Regions from separate parts of the Sus scrofa genome. Here region 1 is linked to region 2. A link is a contact called in public HiChIP or PLAC-seq data. All regions are on one chromosome and are shown on one strand. Each heading gives the region's core, a stretch centred on a gene start, on an enhancer-like site or on the middle of the called end of the contact. The rest is flanking DNA. Distances are from core to core; before and after follow the strand shown.

Evidence for each region. HiChIP or PLAC-seq counts read pairs in DNA pulled down with a chosen protein or histone mark.
Region 1: a contact with region 2 is called in an H3K27ac HiChIP or PLAC-seq map of alveolar macrophages, with 5 times the contacts expected there. The contact joins the enhancer-like site here to the promoter of ZSCAN2 in region 2. A contact is called at or near these places in 4 of 47 Hi-C or Micro-C datasets (blood, embryonic fibroblasts, fibroblasts and 1 more) and 2 of 2 datasets of contacts at active chromatin or transcription factors (alveolar macrophages and skeletal muscle).

What each region holds. Positions count from the first base shown.
Region 1 is chr7:53,080,938-53,086,843 of Sscrofa11.1, forward strand. IQGAP1 (ras GTPase-activating-like protein IQGAP1) reads left to right here. Exons shown (of 38, transcript XM_021098910.1): 10 at 1,371-1,534; 11 at 2,330-2,414; 12 at 3,221-3,384; 13 at 3,610-3,770; 14 at 5,657-5,781. Among named protein-coding and RNA genes, the nearest start is that of CRTC3, 62 kb to the right of the region's middle. Within about 2 kb of position 3,669, at least 2 of the 83 cell types and tissues checked have an H3K27ac peak or open chromatin away from gene starts, as enhancers often do. A contact at or near this core is called in alveolar macrophages, where this site is marked.
Region 2 is chr7:52,955,965-52,962,010 of Sscrofa11.1, forward strand. ZSCAN2 (zinc finger and SCAN domain-containing protein 2) reads right to left here and starts at 2,043. Exons shown (of 9, transcript XR_002345788.1): 1 at 1,889-2,043.

The DNA of each region.
Region 1 (5,906 bases), core at 2,419-4,918, 130 kb after region 2:
GGCTGATGGCCACAGAAGCCTGCAGCCATGATTCAAGGAGCTGCTCACCACCTTCGTGTGGTGATCAGTGAGTAAAATGATAGGGGAGAATGTCGGGAAGAAGAGAATAGTCTCTTAGAAATCTAATCTTTGTATCCTTTTACTTCTTGGTGTTATTTATTGTTCTACTCTTCCCCATTGTCTAGTTTGACACTTCATTTTCTCTTGGGATATTTTGTTTTCTTTCTAACAGTTTACATTAATCCATCCATCTTCCTCCCTCCCTTCCTTCATTTTTTTAACCAATGAAAACGTTTTAAATTGATTTGTACTACTGTGTCCCAAATAGTTTGGTTTTTTTAGTATTCTGTTATTGATTTGTTTTGCTACTTTGGTGATAAAATCAGGTGCTGATCCCTGGGTGGAGTGTGGGAGGGAGAACTATTATTTTCTCTTCTAAAAATAGAAACTGAAAATAATAGCAATAATTATGACTTTCCAGTGGCTGTCATTTCTGAAATGAGAAGAACTTTAGCAGTATGTTATTTTACAATATACAGAGTGTTTTCATGTCTATGATTTCGTTTAATCTTAACAACCCTATGAGGAAGTTATCATTATTATCATTTTCAGATGAAGGAAAGTATGCATTTTTACTGTCAGATGATGTATTAAGAGACCTTGTGTGACCTCAGGTCCTGTGACTAGAAGTGGAGAATACTGAGGGGGCATAGAGAGCCCTTTCCACTCTACGTGATCAGACCAGCCTTGCTGTCTGGGCACGGACTGCCTTGGGCAGAGGGTGTTCAGGAGGTGCCAGGATAGTGAAGGGATTCAGAATGATGCTGTATAAGAAATAGCTGAAGGAACTAGGGCTCTCTAGTCAGGAGTAGACTGTCACAGGGAAAGGGGGAGTTGGGTGTATTCAGGTAGCAACTCTAAGGGTGAGAGCTTTAACAATATTTATTTTGGAAACAAAATTGTCCAAAGATGTAGTGAGTTGCTGTGGGAAATACCTTCTCCTGTGTAATGGTTTAGCCTGGACAATGACTTGGCATTTTAGAAGGAATTTACCCATGTATCATTGGTGTCTTGTATGTTGCTACCCGTGTTGGTGCCAAACTGTCTGCATCTAGGAGCTTTTAAGTAGGCCTGGGATGTGGTCCAAGAACCTGTTAAAATCTGAACACCCTGGGAACCCCTGGACTTGATGACGTCAAGGTTCTCTTCCAACCCCAAGGTCTTATGCTTCTGTAACACTCCAGAGTAAAGGCTGTCTGAATTATATTTCCCCAATCTAGAACTGAGATTGGTTTGGGGGAAGAAAAAACATTCTAGGCTAAAAGATTAGCATGTTTTTTTCTTAAGCTTTTGATTTTTTTCCTCCTTAGTGATTGCTGCATTAGCAAATGTAGACCAGGCTTTGGAGCAGGGGTCTGCACTGGCCTTGTTCAAAATTCTGCAGTCCCCAGCTCTGGGCCTTCGAGGACTGCAGCAGCAGAACAGTGACTGGTACCTCAAGCAGCTCCTGAGTGACAGACAGCAGAAGAGAGAGGTAAAAGTATCCTGCATTGCACCTGCAAAGGTTTATGTATATCCGTTTGAATCATCGCATGCTACTGTGTAAATCTTTACGGGGCTTTTTCCCCCTAGATTAACTTTTTCCCCTGCATATACATGAGGTTGTTTAACATCCTCAGGTAAAGTATACATTGACTTCAGCTCTTTTGTTTTTAGAGTTGTAAATTCTCTTTTAAAATGAGTATTGTCTACCCTCTGAATCTGACCACCCCTTCACTTGAGGTCCCTTGAATTGCTAACTAAAAGCCGTTAGGGAAAACCTGAATTTTTACATTCTTACTTCAGGAATTTCCACTTAAAAAAACAAACTTCCTCACTAGTGTCTTCAGGCCGACACTGAGAAAGTACTTAATGTGCAGTAAGAGTAGACTGTGTGGGATTGTACTCTGTGTTTTTTTTTTTTTTTTTTTTTTTTTGGTCATTTTCTAAATAAGGACAAGTATACATCTTACAGATTGCTAGCATTGGCCAGAATAAGCAGCATTAATGTGCTGATGTTTCTTATAAACATTTTATCTCAGAACATTTTGATGCTTTTTACAAAATATTTTTTAAAATGTGCTGGTACCTGGAGAGTCACTCTACCCCAGATCTGACACAGGCATTTGGCTCCAGCTCGGGCTGCCGCTTTGGCTGCCTATCGCCTGAAGCCATCGCTGTGCCTGTGGCTCTCTGTCGCTAGTGACTGCTCCTGAGAAGCGAGCACTGTGAGGTCTGGAGGCACATGGGCAGGAGTCATCTTTACCTAAATGTCTTTTGCTTTTCTCAGAGCGGCCAGGCCGAGCCCCTGCAAAAAGAGGAGCTACAGTCCGGAGTGGATGCTGGAAACATTGCTGCCCAGCAGTATCAGAGAAGTAAGAGTCCTCTCAGCTGGTGTCCCCTGAAATACTGAGTAGGGGAGGAAGAGTGGCTTGATGTCATTGAGGGATCTGAGGTCCCATTCTGTCACTCCTCATCCCACCCAAGCCTATTAGCCAGGTACCTTTTTGGTGGCAGTAGTGTTCCTCCAGTTTCAATGTGTAACAGGAGTCATCGTAGGCACACTTTGACCAGGAAGCACAACGTGCTTGCATGGTTGGTTAGGGAAACACCTGGAGGAGGTGAGGCTCTGGAGGTGAGACTTAAGGGACTGCTAAGATTTGGATGGTGAGAGAGGAGAGAGAAGGATCTTCCTAATACAGGGCATCAGAGCGAAAGGAATTGGGAGCAGAAGGATGGAAAGTGACAGATGTATTTAAGGAACAGTGATTGGAATAAAATTTTTGTAGATATTTTAGGCTGAATTATGTAAGATAAAGGTTTGGAAAGATCGAGGAAAGCTTTGAATGGCAGCTTAATAAGCTGGTATTTTATCTGCTGAGCTGCAGGGGAAGGTTCCTTTGGGTAGAGCCTAGTGGTGGCACGCAAGACGATTGTGGAGTGGAAACGGGTGAGGAGAAGAGGAGGCTGTATTTTACACAGATTTATTGAGTTGTAGTTCACATACTGTACAGTTCACTCTCATACAAAGGAGGCTGCTTTTAAAGATGAAAGATCTACTTGAAATGTCATGGCTAATAGTTTATACATAGAGTGTAACTTTCTTCTGTGAAAATTGCCATCTACTTCCTGTTGGGGCTCTCGAAGCCAGCCCCCTTCCTGACTTCTGCTTTCTGCCCAGGATTGGCAGCAGTGGCAGCAATTAATGCTGCCATCCAAAAGGGAGTTGCCGAGAAGACTGTTCTGGAACTAATGAATCCCGAAGCCCAGCTGCCCCAGGTGTACCCGTTTGCTGCCGAGCTTTATCAGAAGGAGCTGGCTACCCTGCAGCAACAGAGTCCTGAGGTAAGTTAACTGGATCTGTGTGGTTTGTGAGCAAAGTGGGGTATACCTGACTTTAATACCTATTTCTTGGCAGAGTTAGGTAGAACTTTTATTTATTGATTTTTTTTTTTTTTTTTTTTAACCACAAACTTAGACTCCTTATGGCTTTATTAAACTTGTGATCTCCCTTGGTATTCCAGAATGCCTTTCCTTACGCTTTCCCCCACCGCCTTCCTTTCTGTGCAGCATAGCCTCACCCATCCCGAGCTCTCTGTTGCGGTGGAGATGTTGTCATCAGTGGCCTTGATCAACAGGGCGCTGGAGTCTGGAGACATGAATACAGTGTGGAGACAGCTGAGCAGTTCAGTTACAGGCCTCACAAATATTGAAGAAGAAAACTATCAGAGGTGGGTGCCCAAGTGATGGATTGAATACATTAGGTAGCTGTCCCTTCTGGTGTTTGTGTGCCAAGTCTTTTTTTTTTTTTTTTTTTTTTTGCTTTTTAGGGTCACAGCCATGGCATAAGGATGTTCCTAAGCTAGGGGTCGAATTGGAGCTACAGCTGCCAGCCGTAGCCACGTGGGATCTGAGCCTCATCTGTGACCTACACCACAGCACACAGCAACACCGGATTCTTAACCCACTCAGCGAAGCTAGGGATCGAACCCACAACCTCATGGTTACTAGTCAGATTAATTTCCTTGGTGCCACAATGGGAACTCCAACACTCTTATTTTCTTTGCAGGCATTGTGACTTAGTATGATCATCTTTTTTTTTTTTTTTTCTGTTTTGATTCATTTTATTTTTTATCATGCTGAGGAATTTGTAGTAAATTACAGATATCATAACATTCCACTCCTAAATTTATTTAAGACAATGAGGATATTTATTATACAGCCGCAATAACACTGTCTTATACCCTGACAAAATCAACAGTACCTCCCGAATACTTTCTAAACCTAGTCCAGTTTCCACACTTCTGCATTTGTTCCCAAACTGTTCTTTTCAGCCATGCAAATCAGGACCATGTGTTAACATCTGACTGTTGTGTCCCTTTGGTATCTTTTAATCTAGCATTGTCCCTTTCTTTATGACACTGACTTGTTAAGGAGATAGGGCCAGTGTCCTATAAAATGGCCCATCTTCAGTTCCGGTTTCTTAATATTTGGTTTATTCCTATAAATTGGAAATTAGGTCTAAAGGCTTTTTAAGATTCAATTAAGTATTTTTGGTGATGTGTGTTTCATATTTTCTCATATCAAGAGCCATATAAAATCTACTCTAATACTAAGTGAAGTAAGTCAGAAAGAAAAAGACAAATGCCATATGATTTCACTTATATCTGGAAACTAATATATGGCACAAATGAATCTTTCCACGGAAAAGAAAATCCTGAACAAGGAGAACAGACTTGTGGTTGCTAAGAGGGAGGGTGAGGGAGTGGGATGGACTGGGAATTTGGGGTTAATAGATGCAACCTGTTGCCTTTGGAATGGATAAGCAATGGGATCCTGTTCTCTTGCACTGGGAACTATGTCGGGGCACTTATGATGGAGCATGATAATGGGAGAAAAAAGAATGAATACATGTATGTGTGACTGGGTCACTTTGCTGTGCAGTAAAAAATTGACTACTGTAAACCAGCTATAATGGAAAAAATAAAAATCATTATAAAAGAAAAAAGAAAAAAAAGAGGCATATAAAATCTGCCTATCCCCACCATTAGAGATATGAAGATTGATCCTTGGATTAGGGAGACAGCTAATCCCACTATCATATACTTGTGCTTTTCCCTTATCACCAGAGCGTAATTTTTGATGCACCTTTCGTGCCATCAAATTGTCCAGTTTCCCATTAATGATTCACCTAATATTTTTCACCCCAAGTGATAATCCCTGCCTAAATCTATACTTTTGGGAAGAGTTGCTGAATGGTGATTTGTTGATCTATCATTCCTTCTAGGTTTATTAGCTGGTGTATGGCCTTGTTTTCTTGTCTTTAGAGGAATTGCTTGAACTGCTGCCTCTGATTCTAGAGTTGGTCTTACCTGAAGTTTAGAATAGGCTGTTAAGTATAAATGATATCCTTGCATTTTTACACTTTATCCAGGGTAACTCTTCGGCCCCAAAGCTGACCTCCAGAATACATTAGACTGTTGGGGGTATCTTAGCTGTCTGTGTTTCGTGGATCCTTTGCCCCCACATCTTCTCGTTGCTGTCCTCTGAAAGGATCCTAAAGGTTCCTTTTCTTATGTTGTACTTCATTATCTCTTTTGTTGGGGGAATGGCGCAGGTATCTCGATGAATTGATGAAACTGAAAGCTCAGGCACATGCAGAAAATAATGAATTTATTACGTGGAATGACATCCAAGCTTGCGTGGACCATGTGAATCTGGTGGTGCAGGAGGAACACGAGAGTGAGTAATCTACTTCCTATCCCCCCAATAATGTCACAAGTACAAATAGTGTGATTCTGTAAGCTGGTTCTAAACGCTACTCCTGGGAGGATTTTTGGAAATTGGAAAAAAAAAAATTATCTATC
Region 2 (6,046 bases), core at 793-3,292:
CCTTCTAAAAGGAAAAATGGCTTATTCCTGAGAATACCTCTATAACACAGGAAGTTAAGAAGAATCACAAGCACAAAAAATACAGTATTTTTCTTTCCCAAAGATGAAAGCATGAGCATCAGAAATTCACAGTCCTCCCACGAACCCAGGACTGACTTATCTTGCCCTAAGTCAGTTCAGACTTACTGCAGAGAGGGTGACCTTGCCCTAACATACAACTCAATCACACAACCTCACTGACCACCTAATAAGTTGAGATAATAACACCCAGCCTTCTTATCTGAAGGGGTCATCTGAAGGATTAGCAATGGTTCAAATGTCAAGGCACTTTGAGCCTCACTGGAAGGAAGGCAATTATCTCAATTGCTTTATTACCATATTTTATTTTATTTTTTATTACCATATTTTAAACCATGAAGTTTTAAAATGGTCATACTCTTAGATCCGGCCTTGGCCCTTCAGGAATTTATTTTTTTTAATCATCTTTGCAAACAGAAATTTGTTTGAAGGATGCACAACCATAACATTGTTTCTAAAAACAAACCCCAAAGAAAACACCTGACACCTTAAGAATCCAGCAACAGGAGAAGAGTTAATAAATTATGACACATGCATACAGTAAAATGTATTAAAAACTATGCTGGAGTTCCCGTCGTGGCGCAGTGGTTAACGAATCCGACTAGGAACAATGAGGTTGTGGGTTCGATCCCTGCCCTTGCTCAGTGGGTTAACGATCCGGCGTTGCCAGTGAGCTGTGGTGTAGGTTGCAGACGCGGCTCGGATCCAGCGTTGCTGTGGCTCTGGCATAGGCCGGTGGCTACAGCTCCGATTCAACCCCTAGCCTGGGAACCTCCATATGCCACGGGAGCGGCCCAAGAAATAGCAACAACGACAAAAAGACAAAAAAAAAAAAAAAAAAAAAAAAAAAAAACTATGCTGATGTAATAATGACTACTTTTAGGGCTTTGGGAGGGTAACTGAGAGGGGTGTTTCAAAGAAGCTAGAAATGTTCCAGATCTTGATTTGACAATGGTTGCATAAGCGTGTACATATTAAAGATCTGTGCACTCTGCTGTATGTATTTTAAAATATTTTTAAAATTATGCTCCACAAGAATTATTAATCATTAATGATTTAAGATAATCCTCATAATATAAAATAAATGGATTAAAAACAAACCTGGCAAGGCAGAAAAACCAGACACAGTATGACCCCAATTCCTTTTAGAAAAGAACATATATACACAAGGAAAAAAATATGTATAGAAATTCTACAAAACGTTGACAGCAGTGAAACTACAAATTCTTTAAAATAAAGACTAAAAGGCAAAAGTTATTTTTAAAAATCATCACATCATAAATATTCAGATAACGCTCCTCCTCCCCCAAGAAAAGAAAATAGGGAAGGAAAAAGTTTTTTAAAAGAAAAAGAAAAGCTAGTGGAAACACCGAAGATCTCAATGTGCATTTACCAACTGGCGAGAAGAAACACAGGTATAACACCACTCTTTAATCTGGGAGCCCGGGAAACCGTTTTTAATCAGTTTAATTCGCTGCTTGACCCGGAGCAAGACACGCCCCCTCTGAAGCTCAGTTTCCCCATCCGTAAAATGAGGGGCTGCGCGGGATCGCGTCCAATGTGCCTTCCAAACCCTGCGACCAAGGCTGGACGTTCAAAGAGCTCACTGATAGGGAGAAGAGTCCACATCTCGTCGGTCTCTCAGCGGACCCCGCGCCTAAACCGGGACAGCTGGGCGCGCGGGACGCGGACAGCGCCCCCAACGCCCCTCCCCCAGCAGGGCTGCCCGCACTGGCTCCAGGCCCGTTATTCCCTCGCCTCGGGCTACTTCCTCGGCCGCGTGGCTCCAGCCCTGTCTCTCCGGGCTCACCTCTCCAGAGACCAGATCCTGCTCCTGCAGTCCCTCCGCGCGCAAAAGCGCCCCCGGGCACTGCCCGGCCCCTCCGGAGTTGCGGCGGCTCAAGCCCGAGGGGCACCGAGAACAATGGACGGGAGAGGCCTGCCCCCCACCGCGCTCATTGGCCACCGAGAACGGCCCCTGGAAACTCTCCTTTTCTACTGGCGGATCCGGGCCCAGCCGGGTGGCGGGAGGGAGACTGGGCCGAAGGCATTGTGGGAGATGTAGTCCACCTGGCAGACGCCCGACCCCGCCAAGGAACGGAGTTTGGGCTTGATAGCCTGCGCTGTGCGGGAGGGCCAGTGGCGGGACAAGCGGTTGACTGCAAGTCAGGCAACCTAGTGTGGACCAGAGCTGTGACCCGGGACAGGTCATTTCACTTCTTTAAGTCTTCCAGTTGTCTGCAAAAAAGGAAAGTTGGATGGAAGAGAACTGTGAACTGTGAACTGTGTGGCAAGTAGTATTGTAAGGCCCCTCGACGGCCGAAAGCAGTGCTTGAGCTGGAAAGGAATCTTCACCAGAGAAACCCCTTCTTGTGAGGCCGGCGCCCCTCCCCCAACTTGCAGATCTACTCTCGCACCTGGCTGTTGCACACCCCTTTGTTCCTGCGTCTGGAGGAAAGCCCTGTCTCGCCTCTTCTGCCGCGCACCTCCGATTCTTTCTTCATCTCCTTTTGTGTGGAACCTGCTTAGGCAGAGACACCGCCCGTGGCACACCTGCTCCATGTCTCCATTTTAGTACCTATCCCAGTGTTACTTATTGTTAATCTCAGCACTGGGAGGTGAGAATGGGAGATTAGCCTCTATTGTGATGTTCCCACGGTTGGCGCTCTTGAAGAATGGCTGCTCCATCACCATATGACAACAGGTGAGTAACTAACTGCCTGGAAACCCAAGGGGAAAATATAAGAATGAAGAGAAAGACAGTAATGGTTTGTGATAGAACAATCTGGTGTTTTTGTACAGAACAATTTTTGGGGGCACCCACAATCAAGTGACTGCATTTAATTTTCATTTAAATTTCACGTTCATGAAAATTTAATGTTCATTTCATGAGTGTTTGAGAAATGTTTCATGATTATTAGTGGGTTTTTTTTTTTTTTTTTTTTGTCTTTTTTCTATTTCTTTGGGCCGCTCCCTCGGCATATGGAGGTTCCCAGGCTAGGGGTTGAATCGGAGCTGTAGCCACCGGCCTACGCCAGAGCCACAGCAACGCAGGATCCGAGCCGCGTCTGCAACCTACACCACAGCTCACGGCAACGCCAGATCGTTAACCCACTGAGCAAGGGCAGGGACCGAACCCACAACCTCATTGTTCCTAGTCGGATTCGTTAACCACTGCGCCAGGACGGGAACTCCTATCTTCCAATTTTTTTAATGGAATATACTCATAAACGCTCTTAGTATATTAAGAAAATGGTTTTTTGTCACAAAAGTTGCTATTATTTTTCTCAGTTTACTGTTCCCTTTTTGCTGTTTTTTTACATGTCTATGCTCTCCAAATTGTCAGTCTTGTCTTTTCATAGCTTCTGAATTTTTTGTCACTCTTAGAAAGTTTTTTGCACTACTCCGAAGATTATTTGAATTTCACGAATTTTTCACTAACTAACCTCTTGAACTAATTTAAGTATAAAGATGCAAAGCGAGGTTCAGCAGTTGAGTGCTGCATACTTGGTAGGATAGCATCTTAATTAGCCCAAAGTGACTACATGCAAACAGCACCACCTCCAGGCTGGCCTGAGAAGTCTGCACTGAGATCCTGGATGCAGAATTCCCAGCCACGATCTCTCCAATGACTAGCATTCCTAGACAACAAGATCTCCAAAATGATTGAGGATGATAATTCTTGGACACGATCCTGTATTAACAAAAATTTGTTTTTCCACTTTTCCATTCGCACTGGGAATGGAATTTACACAAAAGGGAAAATATTTGTTTGGTTGGGGTGGGAGGTTAGGGGGTCGGATATAGCCGAAAGCTCCCAGCAGCCTAAGAGTTCCTTTTCCTCTGCTCCTATCCCAAGCCAACCCATGACCACAAGAAACTGGCACTATGTTGTCACAGGAGAATCCTGGAACTGGCCATGTCTGTCCTCTGCCTTATTCTCTGAGAAGTCGGCCCTGGCCAATGTCAGCTTCCCCCTTATTGAGATAGAGAGCAAATCACATTTAAAACAAATTCCTTGTTGCCATTGTGGTTCAGAGGGTTAAGGACCTGACATTGTCTCTGTGAGATTTCAGGTTCGACCCCCAGCCTTGCTCAGTGGGTTAAGGATCCAGCATTGCCATAAACTGTGGCATAGGTCACAGATGCAGCTTGGATCTGGTGTTGCTGTGGCTGTGATGTAGGCCGGCAACTGCAGCTCCAATTCCACCTCTAGCCTGGGAACTTCCATATGCCTTAGGTTCGGCCCTAAAAGAAAAAAGAAAAAAAAAAAAAAAAAAAAGACCAATCCCTGGCATAATGGTCCTGGTACCCAAGCCAGTGCCCTAAGACCAGCTTGGGACAGTGAGCGAGCCCAGACACAGCCCAGTTCAGCGAATAGGGTTGCTCCTCCAAATGATGACAGAGGCTCTGATCTACTAGTGAGCACTCTTGGTTCGAAGCGTCAAAGGACTATTCCAGTTAATTTAAAAGGAACTTATTGAAAGAATGTCAGGGAGCTTACAGAGTACATGGGAGCTGAACCATCAAGCTTGAAAATAGTTAAGGACTAGAGTTCCCTGGTGGTTCATCGTTAAGAAGCGGTATTGTCACTGCTGTGGCTCAGGTTGCTACTATGGCTTGGGTTTAACCCCTGGCCTGGGAACTTCCATATGCCATGGATGTGGCCAAAAAAAAGAGGAAATAGTTAAGGACCAAGAAAAAGAGTAAGGCCCCCTAAAACCACAGCAGCAATCTCTTAGCAGAAACAACCGGGTCTGCCCACCCCAGAAGCCCTGGTGATGCTCCAGCCATCTCTGTTTGTCTGCCTTCTTCTCAAGGTTCCAAGACAAGGGAAAGTGCTTTTGGTTGAGTCTATCAAGCCTGCTCCCTGGACCCACCAGGATGAGGGGGGATTGGATAGAGCTCCTAGATTTCCCTACTAATAACCCCCACAAAGGTAAGTTCTCCAATCTGGAGATTGAAGGCCTCCGGGAAAAACTGGACAGAAACCGCATGTGTCACTACTTGTCTTTAGATGCTGAGCAAGAAGGAAACGCCCCAAGGAATGCTCAGCCTCAGGCCTTTGGGGAGCTCCCAGCTGATCTCAAGGTGATGGGGATGATAAAGATGGGGACGGGCAGATCCTGCTTTCCAGTCACCTCATCACCGTCAGGGCCCACAGCATCTGAGCAGATGAGCCCCCGCATTGAGGCAGGGGGGCCTTTGGGCCTTGAGGATGCAGGAAGGAACTCCCCCTCGCCAAGACCCCCATCATTGCTTAATCCAATCTACTTCCTCAATGACAGAACACGGTTGTACGAAAGGTGTGTCCCATTTTTGCTAATTATACCCCAGAGCCTGGCCACTGAGTGTGATTAGGAAAAGGGACAGTGTTGTAGGCATACCCGTCATGGCTCAGCTGCTAAAGAACCTGACGAGTATCCATGAGGACAAGTGTTGGATCCTTGGTCTCGCTCAGTGGGTTACAGATCTGGCGTTGCCGTGAGCTGTGGTGTAGGTTGCAGACAAGGCTCGGATTTGGCATTGCTGTGGCTATGGCCTAGGCTGGTGGCTACAGCTCCAGTTGGATCCCTAGCCTGGGAACCTCCATTTGCCTAAAAAAAATAAAATAAAATAAAAAAGGGACGGTGTTGTAGGATGCTGTAAGACCAGCCTAAAGAGAAGCGAAGGACTAAAGAGGGGCTTCATCATAGGAGTGACCAGACAGCAAGAGAAGCTGGAGAACAGGGTCAGGGAGATGTTTATTTTACAGAAGGAAGAGTGAACTGGCCCAGGAAGTGTCACTGAACAATTATGAAATTAAGCAAGTACATGACACATACCCTTGTGAAAAGAAGAGCTAGAGTGGGATTTCTTTTTAGAATGGAATTTTTTTTTATCCCCCAAGATCAGTATCATTTCCTGTTTTGTTGTTGTTGTTGTTTGTTTATTTGTTTTTAATAAATAGTTTGCATTTAGTGTGGCA